2 separate regions of the Sus scrofa genome follow, and region 2 is linked to region 1. Evidence: chromatin contacts called from public Hi-C data. All regions are on one chromosome and are shown on one strand. The core of a region is the stretch at or near the end of the contact, and the rest is flanking DNA. Distances in the headings are between cores, read along the strand shown. Region 1 overlaps LOC106509952 (a long non-coding RNA gene). Region 2 holds the start of MYC (MYC proto-oncogene, bHLH transcription factor).

Region 1 (4,968 bases), core at 1,193-3,692:
CTGCTCCTCATCTTTCAATGAAGGGTCGGTCCTTGCCTGGCGCCCCTCACGCGCGAGGGGCCAAATGAGTCACCCCTGGGAAAATGCCTGAGAGCTGGACAGGGAGGCTGTGTCTGGTTGGTTGGGTCTCACATCCAGGCGTCTTGGCTGAGCCTGATTCCTGGGGTGCAGGCAGGGGTGACTGGTCCAGCTCACTAGTTGGGGTTAAGGCCAGGTGGCGCTGGACCACTGAGTCGTGTTCCCTCGAAAGCAGTGGGGTGCTGGGGATGCCGTGGCTGCTCCCAGCTCGCTGCTTGACTCCGTCCTTCTCAGTGACTTGCTGGACTTTAGAATCTGCTGAGTTTGGGAGTTTCTTTACCTGATGTGAATCATTCAGATCTGAAACACAAAACACGAAGCCGCAAAGGACCATTTAACAATGGCCCTATTCTCCAGTACCCCCCCCCCCACCTCCTGGAGTGTTAAATGGTGTGGCGTGTTTGCTTTGGATCATTGCTTTTGAAGAAACTGAAAAAAATCAGAGATCAAGTGGAAATTTGTGGGGCCCCTTCTCCCATCCCGCTTCCTTCCCTTCAACAGAAGTGCCGCTCTCCTGAACTTGGGCTGTCATAGGTCACCTTCTTACGCTTTGATACACATCCATGTGAGGTTCCCTTTGTGCATTTACAGTTCTTCTGGAAGTGGAAGAAGGTCAGGGTGTGATGGCTACTGTTTGTTCTCTTCACCCCGTGTTATGTTTGGGTGGTGCCACTGCTGTGTCGGTTCCTTCGTGCCCCTCGTGGTGGATTTGGGGGTGTTTCCAGGCTTCCGTGGTCATGGGAGGTGCTGGGCTGCGTTTCTCTGTGCACATCTCCAGGGGCATGTGTGGGTGTCCCCAGGGCGCAGAGCACAGGAAGCATACACTTTCAGAGGTTGCCACACTGTAGTCCCGTCGGAAGCGTTCCCTGGGTCTCTCCCTGGGAGCCTGAGAACCCCTCGGGGGTGTGTAGTGACCTGTGTCCCTATGCTGGGTTATATTGCTGCTTCAAGAGCCTTGAGAACCAGAGCACGACAGGAAGAAGAATGGCCAGTGGCTGCTTGTGGGGTTAATGAAGCCATTCCTGAGGTTTCATTTGCTCTCTAGTTAGCACCAAAATAAATACCTCCAAATGGCTCCGAGGTCTCCAAGTTGACGTTGCATTTTGAAATCAGATAGCACTGGCATTTTGCAGCTTCCTGAGGTTGGTGAATGCTTAGATAGCAACAAAAATAATGGTGAAAGGGAAAATGAGGGGAAACTCAGGCCCAGGCAGAGCAGGCTTTCGTGTGATGAGCGGGTGAGAAAAGGCTTATGGCCACATCTGGCATCCTGTGCTCCCAGGTGTTGGGATGAGAGAGGCAGGAGTGGGAGGACCCTGTTTTGCTGCCTGGAGAAGCCAGTGCTTTCCTGGCGCTTCTATGGTATAACGTTTGAGTCTCATTCCCAAATATTCTGTCCGTTGTTCAGGTCTTGGGCATAGTGAGTGCCGATGCGTAGGCACTGATGGCACAGGGGTATTTGTTACCTTTTATTGAGTTCCTACCATGTGCCAAAGTTGAAATAATCCTCCCAACCAGCCGAAGAGGTATGGATGCTCTCTGATTCTGATGTTCGAGGTGTGAGCATGGAGGAATCTCAGATAGGTTGGGACACCCAGCGAGTGAGGTGAAGCTGGAATGCCAAGCTTCCCTGCCACTCCAACCACGTTCCCGGGGCTGCCTGCACCCTGCCCCAGAAATGTCAAAACGCGTCTTGGGAAATGCCAGGACTCTGGTCCCGGATGGGCAGAGGTGGCCCTGCGGGAGCTGGATCTCACTGCCTGGTGGAAGTGACATTAGCCTGCTCTGTTTACAGTCCCCAGGTTTCCTGCAGTGTCTCGGGAAGCCACCACCGGGCTGGCCACCACCGGGGATGACCGGAAGTGATACCCCAGCTCTGCTGGCTTGCTGGCTGCATGTTGGCCTGGTGGCCGTAGGCGAGGGGGCAGGGTGGGCATGGCGGGTGAGAAGGAGAAAGACTACAAAGGAACAATTCAGGTCGCGTAGCGGGCAGACTCCTGGATTATTACCGGGTGCCTCAAGTGACCAGATTTGGGTTGAGAAGTCTGGGCTGCAGAAAGAGAACATGAAAATCTTTGGATTTTTTCAGAAGTCTTTGCCATTTTAAAGGAGTTTGTTTTCTAAGTTGTCACGGCTTTCAGATTCTTCCGAGGCAAGGGTTTATGGAGGTCGTGGAGGGGGGAAGGGTGGGAGTCAGGAAGAGGAAGAGGAAGATGGGGCAGGAATGACCACATTCCACACCCCACTGCTCGCAGATTCCATTTCTCTCCCAGGAACAACGGGCTGATTCACGGGGCTCCAGTGGCCTCGATCGCCTGGAGTCCTGCCCGTGCCTTCCAGGGACTGAGGAGGAAATGCCATTTCACTTACCCTGCGGCTGTGCATCCTTCATGCCATTCTCTGTCCTCATCTTGGGGCTGCCTCATCCTTTTGGCATTTGCCTCTCTGCTTTGCTTTTCTGGGGAGTATGTCAAGGCGACGTGGGCTACGGTTCCATGAAGCCCAGCCACACTTCCGTCCTCCACACGCAGTTGGTTTCGGGCGACCTGGGCTTCATGTTTTCAAGACGATCGGTAGTGTGGAGATTTGGTCCTTGTCACCTGTGCTTCATTAGTCCTTTAGGGCTCAAGACTTAGCTCTTAATCTGCAGTGGGACTCCTGGTTCAAAATCCCCAGTGTCCGATGGTTGGGATGGGGTCTCCCAGGACTGCTGGTTTCCTGGCTTGCTTTGGAGTCCACGGAGTGTAGGTGGGAGAGCCCCACTGTCACAAGGGTGGCGGGGGCGGGGGAAGCACACCCATTACCAGGGGTGAAAGGCAATGACAGATCTGCTGGGCAGCTTTCCACCGCTCCCAGATCCTTAACCCACCACTAGGCTAGGGATCAAACCCGTGTCCTCATGGATACTAGTGGGGTTGATAACCTGCTGAGCCACAGTGGGAGCTCCTGGAGGCAGTTTTTCCCAATGGGTGCAGGAGCTGGTGCAGAGGCTGTGCATGTGGGGGTCGGCCCCAGGGGATCCCGCAAACCATGTTCATCCTTGCCCTTGCCTAGAGGTCAGCTCTGCTACATAGGGGCCAGAGGAGCAGGTAGTGGGGTGCTTAAGCAGGGTCCACCTTCGACTCGGGCATCCCCTGGCCTATAGCGGGGCAATGGAAGGAGGGGGGATTGGCGAGATGGGGGCTGGGAGCCCGTGGGGGTAGGGTTTGGGGTGATGGAAGCTTGCACGAGGAGATGATGCTTTTGAAGCTTGTTTTTGCTTCTTCACACATTTCCTGGCCCTAGAAGCCAGCTTGGGCCTCTGAGATTTGGTGTCTCCTCTGCCATCTGGGGGAAGGGGCCTCTGTTTTGTAGGGTGGGTGGGAAATTGTGACCAGAAATAGTGCTGCTTGTAGGAAGCTGACAAAGAAGGCTGATCCTTCCCTCTTTTCTGAGCTGTTCTCTGTTGCAGGGAAATAGCGGTCAGCTTGACACCCCATGAAGCCTGTACCGGTGGCACTGGCAAAATTAAATGACTTCCTGATGATAGTAATTAGATTAGTAACTAATAATCAGAGCCGACATTCGTCTAGTTCTTATTAAGTCCTGGACAATGTGAATCAGGCCTCCTCTATTCTATGATTTAATTCCCACAGTCATCCTAGGCTTGCAGTGCTATAATTAGCCCCATTTTACAGATGAGAGAAACAATATCAGAGAGGCTGAGTGTAGTTTCTGAGGTCACACAGCTAAAAGTGGCTGCCAGGGCCTGTGCTGTGAACCCCTGTACAGGGAGCAGACAGACTCTGTGTGTGCGGAGGGCGGTAGAGGTCACGGAAAGGCTTTCCCGTGTTAGCGGATTGGTGGGGCAAGCTTGCTTGCAGGAGCTGTGACAAAGGCACCGCCATCGAGGATTCTGGAAGGGATGGGGATGTGGGCTTTACTCGGCCTCCTGCAGTTTGTCAGTCCCAGGGCCTGCGCTCGGAGGTCTGGGGCAGGCTGGGCCCACGGGCCCCCATCTGCTCCTGCACCTGCCCTGGACCGTGAGGATGCAGAGGAGGCCCAACAGGCAGGACTCCCGGAACCCCCTGACCTCCGCCTTCGGTCTCCGCCTCTGCCCATGTCTTCTGCGGGACTTCTCCAGAGCTGTGGTTGGTGGCCATGGACCTTTGTTCTGGACATGGCTTTTTCCAGGCCCGTGTCAGTTGTGTGGATCGGGCACATCTGTATGGGGAGCTCCCTCCCCGGGGAATACTGCCTCCTGCCTGCAGTGCTCCTGACCCGCCCATCAGAGCAGAGTGGCCGCTGCCTCGGCGTCCAGGCTTGACCGGCTGGCCTGGCAATACTCCTCGGGGCTGGGTCCCGGGGTCGTGAACCATGAACGGGACCACTGCAGGGGCTGTGAAGTGTAACGCTCGAGTCCCTTGGGGGGGGACTCTGGTCACTGCGAGCCAGGCGCTGCTTAGGGCGCCTTATTTCTGGCCATCTGACAACCCCTGTGTGGTCATGTTTTACAGACAAGGAGACCGAGGCCTAGGGAGGTGAAGGAACTTGCCCCAAGGCAGAGCCCTGAGGCCAGAGCTGAGCCTCAGCCGCTTGTGAGCGGGGGTCAGGGCTTCGGGGTGGCCGGGGGGGGGGTGCACGTCTTGGCTTCTTTCTCGTCTCAGATTCTTCTTATCTTAGGCAGAGACAGAAAGCGAGGCTTTCCTTTCCATAAACTGTTTTAACCGAACCTCACTGCAGATCCCTGGGCGGTGCTGGTTTCACTCTGGATAAAGAATGGGTGGGGCTCAGTGCGGATGGTTGGAAGGGGGCAGGGGTGCCGCCAGCCTTTGGAGGAGACCGGGATCAGACGCCTCTAGTGGGGTGAGCCCTGGGCCCGTGGCCATCTCTTCACTGCCTTGAAGGGGG
Region 2 (4,909 bases), core at 1,627-4,126, 130 kb before region 1:
CAGCTCATGGCAATGACCAGGGATTGAACCCACATCCTCATGGATACTAGTCAGACTCATCACTACTGCGGTACAACAGGAATTTCCAATATCTGTCTATGGTTCACCAATTTTTTTTCTTTTTAGAACCAGACCTGGGCCATGTAGAAGCTCCCAGACTCAGAGCTGCGGCAGAGGCCTACACCCCATCACAGCAACACCGATATCCGAGCCGCATCTACAACCTATGCTGCAGCTTGCCACCACCAGATCCTTAACCCACTGAGTGAGGCCAGGGATCAAGCCACATCCTCACAGACACTATGTCAAGTTCTTAACCCACTGAGCCACAACAGGAATGCCCTATTGTTCACCAATTTCTTTAATCTAAAAATAATAATAATGATAATAATAAGCAAAACCAAATATGCCTTCCCTTCCCCCTGCCTCCCCTAAATCAACTGTCCTAAAACTTGGTGGTTAGAAGATGATGGGTTTCTAAGATGTGTGGGTTACAGTGTTTTTTTTTTTTTGCTGCTTTAGAATTTTGCTGGACATTTTTTTTGGTATGCATACTTGTTAATTAGTTCACGTTTCCCATAAATAGCATCAGTTCTCTAGAGGTTGACAGTCGTCCATAAGTAATGGTGGGTTAATTTTCACCATCGCTTATGCGGCTGAATAGGTGCCTCTGAACCACTTTTCTCTCCAGTAATTCCGCTCATTTCCACCTCTCTGCAGTGGGCCTAAAGGAATCATAAAAAGGAGGCTGGAAACTCGCTTTAAGGAACCGTCCTGTCCACCACCCCACTAGAAACCCAGTGCTCCGGACGCCCCTGCCCCCACCGGACCCGCCCGCCTCCAGTTGGCATCCGGACGCAGCGATCCAGGTTGCCAGTAGAGGGCACACTTACTTTACTTTCTCAAACCCCGGGCGCGGGTGCAGCCCTGGGAGGGGGCAGGGGAAAGACGCTTTGCAGCAAAACCTTGACTAGGGATTGGTCGCTCCCGGTGCTTGCGGCAAAGGCCTGGAGGCTGGAGTAATTTGCAATCCTTAAAACTGAATTGTGCCCTGTGCCTGATTTGGAGGAAGTTACCACTCGTTTAACAATTGAACGCCGAACAGCTAACTCAACGGGTAATAATTTATCTCGAGCACCAGCATACTATACACGAGTCCCTCCCGGTCCCGAATTTTTTTGTTTTGGAGTGAGGGGGGAAGGGCGTGGAAAAGTTTACTTACAATGCCCTTGGTCTTTGTTTTTAAGGCTCCAGTAGAATGCAGAATAGCAAATCCCCAGGGAGTATGCATTATATATTAAATATAGATTCATTGAGGGAGCGAACAAATCATGTGCCATGTTGGGCAACGTTCTGGGTTGACGTGTACTGAAATGTATATAGATGTACATGGATTAAACGTGTGCATTTTCGCTGTGGTATTCCGAAAAAAAATTTAAGACTTTGTGAACAAAGACATTAATGCCTTAAGTTCCGTCAGTTTTTAATTGGCTCGACAGTACTCCCCCCCCCCAAAAAAAAAGGCACCTAATACTTGGCTCCTCTCCTTAGATCAGAATCCATGCATTTTTCTGTGCATGATCGCGAGTCCAATAATAAAAAGCAAAGAAGACCCAGAAAGGAAAGTCAACGTCCAGTTTGTCCGAGGAGGAAAGAGTTAACGGTTTTCGTCGCCAGGGACTATGCTGACTCCCCAGGCAGGATCCGCCAGCTCGTCTCCTTCCCTCTTCTGGGGAGTCTGGTCCTGCGACTCGCGTCCCCCTCCCCAGTATTCTCGCGTCTAGCGCCTTCGATTTCCCCCAACCTGGGAGCCCCAGCGTAGTGCAAACCGACGCCACGGGGCGCAAAAAGGATTCGTCTCTACTGAAACCTGGGTGCAGAACTGGGACCTCCGAGCGAGAGGTGCGGGGGTGTGGGATGAGGGTGCAGAAGGGCAGAGAGTGGGTGGGGAGCAGAGAGTGGGTAGGGAGCGGAGAGTCCCCCGCAGCGCGCACCCGCAAGCGCGCTCCTCCTTTACTCCAGCTCCGGAACCGGCAGAAAGATCTCAGGGCTTAGCGCGTCCAGGGGGGCAAGCGGGCTCCCGCGGAGGTCTGTGTCGGTCTGCGCCAGCGGAGCCCGGAGGTGAGGGGTCGACCGAGGCTTTGGCAGCGATTTAGGGGTTTCATTCTAGATGGAAGGTGCTCAGTCGAGGTAGCTGTACACACAGAATGCCTAACACCCCCAACAAATGCAGTGGGTGTTTATTCAGAACTCGCTCTCCAAGTATACGTGGCAATGCGTTGCTGAGTTTTTTAAAATAATTCCAGGTACCATTTTCCTCCCTACACCTCTGATCATTTTTCCCCATCTACACTTACCCCACACCACACACACACAACGCGCACCCGCAAATACCCCCTTCTTTCCTCCTCTCTTCGTAGGGCTTATTTTCCAAACGCTGCCCTTTCCCCAGTCTTAGGGAGGCGCCCCCTCGGCCCGGGACGTGCGTGGCTTGGCGGTGGGTACACCGTGTATTCTCAGTGTGGAGGGTCAGCTGTTCCGCCCGCGATGATTTAAGCACAAGGGACCAGTATGCGGTTTGTCACCCAGAGCGCTGCGCCAGAGGAGCAAGCAGCAGAGAAAGAGGGTTTGAGCGGGAGCAAAAGAAAATGGTAGGCGCGCGCAGTTAATTCATGCGGCACTCTTACTCTGTTTACATCCGAAAGCTCTGCGCACTGGAGTGCCAGGCTCAAAGGGCTGAGTCTCCTCCCTCCCAACCACCCAACCCCTCCCTCCCTCCCCGGGCTGAAGCGCCCCTCCCGGGTTCCCAAAGCCGAGGGCGGGGGGAAAAAGAAAAAAAAGATCCGCTCTCGCGAATCCCCGCCCACCGGCCCTTTATAGGCGAGGGTCTGCGCGGCTGAGGACCCTCCGGCTGCGCATCTCTCGGCTGCCGCCGCCTTTGCCGCACCCCGGCCACCGCTAGGCTCCCCACTGCCTCTGGAAGGGCAGGGCTATACAGAGGCTTGGCGGGAAAAAGAGCACGGAGGGGAGGGGTGTTCCTAGCAGTATAAAAGCCGGTTTTCTGGGCTTTCTCTGACTCGCTGTAGTAATTCCAGCGAGAGGCAGAGGGAGCGAGCGGGCGGGCCCTCCAGGGTGGAAGAGCAGAGCCGGCCGAGCAAGCTGAGTCGCGCTCTGGGCGCCCGGGGGAAGGGAGATCCGGAGTGAAAGAGGGTCTTCGCCTCCGTCCCGGCCGCCCCCACCCCACCCTGCCCGCCGACCCCTGCCAGCGGTCCGCCACCCGCGCCGCATCCACGAAACTTTGCCCACTGCAGCGGGCGGGTACTTTCCACTGGAACTTACAACACCCGAGCGACAACGCGACTCTCCGGACGCGGAGAGGCTATTCTGCCTATTTGGGGAGACACTTTTCCCTGTCGCTGCCCACGACTCGCTCCTCTGAAAGGCGCTCCTCGCCGCTTTTTGGACGCTGGATTTCCTTCGGATAGTGGAAAACCCGGTGAGCACCCAGACCTATTTGTCTTTTAATTTCTTCTTGCTACCGCTTTCAATCCGCGATGAGTCGAATGCCCGAATTGGGGTGTCTTTTCTCCCATTCCTGCTCTATTGACACTTTTCTCAGAGTAGTTGTGGTTGGTCGGGGTAGGGTGGGGACGAACCAGAGCTGGGTCGGGGTGCAATGACTTGTCAAGAAGGAAGAGAGGAAGGCAGAGGGAGAACGGGGTGCTTTTTTTTGAAAGTAGCCTTTAGAGGGGTTGGTTGTTTTTGTGTATTTTTGTTTTAATGTAGATGAACGCTGACCTCGGCCGGCTGGGCATTCTTGCTTTATTGCATTTGATTGCTTTTTTGCCTTTTGGAGGGAGAAGGGGGGTATGCTTCGCAGTGGGCAGAAAACCCTTTACGTCCTGAGCTCCTAGGAGTAAGAATTACATATTGCGTGTGGAGCGAGAGCTCCGCAGCCTCTGACTTTTTGCCGTCTCCGAAAGGGCATTTAAATTTCGGCTTACCGCATTTGTGACAGCGGAGACTGCGGCGAGTCCCGCCCGCCGATCCCCGCGGCGCTTCAATTCGCCCCCCGGCTCCTCTTAGAAGTTGGCGTTTGGCTTTTTAAAAGAATAATGAAATTAAAGCTCTTGGTCCTCGGAGATGTTAAGACTTGGTGTTGGGGAAGCGCGGGGACGGGGGAGAGGGAGGCTGGCGCAAAGATGTGTCCGATTCTCCTGGAATTATTGACTCGGGGGAAAACGAGGACAAATCTCCGCACCCCGCCTTGGCTCCTCGGCCGCCTCTGGTGTCCCCGCTCGGGTGTCCCTGCGATGCGGAGGGACTGCGGGCAGCGGGGTTCGGGGCTTTTCCAGAACAGCTGCTACCCTCGGCGGCGGGAGAGGGGAAGACGCCCGGCTTCGGGCGCGGAATTGCAGCAGGGTCTCTGGCGCAGTTGCGTCGCCGTACTGGGTGTTGCAGGGAGGTGTCTGTTATTTAACAGACCCCCCACACACCCTTTCATTGGTCGGAGGTGGGGGTTAAGGCCCGAAGACTGAGCTCTCTACCCCAGCCGGAGAGAGAAAAGAAGAAAAGCCGGCAAAGGAAGGAAGGGGGGCGCGCGGGGGGTGGGGATGGAGGAGGCGGAGAGGGGAGGTTGGGAGGGGCGGTGGCGCCGGCGGGGGAAGGAGCGCGGCGAGGGCGCGAGTGGGAACGGGCGCGGCGCGGAGGGGCCCTGGCGCGGGAGGGGGGCCGCGCGCAGCCGCTCCCGCCGCGGCGCCTCTTCGCCTTCCCCTTCAGGTGGCGCAAAACTTTGCGCCTTGGCGTTTGGCAGATTGTATTTCCCCACCGCCGCCTTCCCTGGCCTGTTAAAGGAGGCTAAAGCTGATTTCGACTGCCAGGCGGCCGCGGGGCCGACTCCCCGGCTTCG

What was found. Hi-C and Micro-C count contacts between places; a contact is called where the count stands out from the background.
Region 2: a Hi-C map of embryonic fibroblasts shows a contact between it and region 1, with 3 times the contacts expected there. A contact is called at or near these places in 1 of 5 promoter capture datasets (fetal liver), 3 of 47 Hi-C or Micro-C datasets (embryonic fibroblasts and epiblast stem cells) and 1 of 2 datasets of targeted methods (skeletal muscle).

The regions. Positions count from the first base shown.
Region 1 is chr4:12,329,620-12,334,587 of Sscrofa11.1, reverse strand. All of the region lies in intron 1 of LOC106509952 (a long non-coding RNA gene), which reads left to right. Among named protein-coding and RNA genes, the nearest start is that of MYC, 130 kb to the left of the region's middle.
Region 2 is chr4:12,458,327-12,463,235 of Sscrofa11.1, reverse strand. MYC (MYC proto-oncogene, bHLH transcription factor) reads left to right here and starts at 2,876. Exons shown (of 4, transcript NM_001005154.1): 1 at 2,876-3,496. The coding sequence starts at 3,467.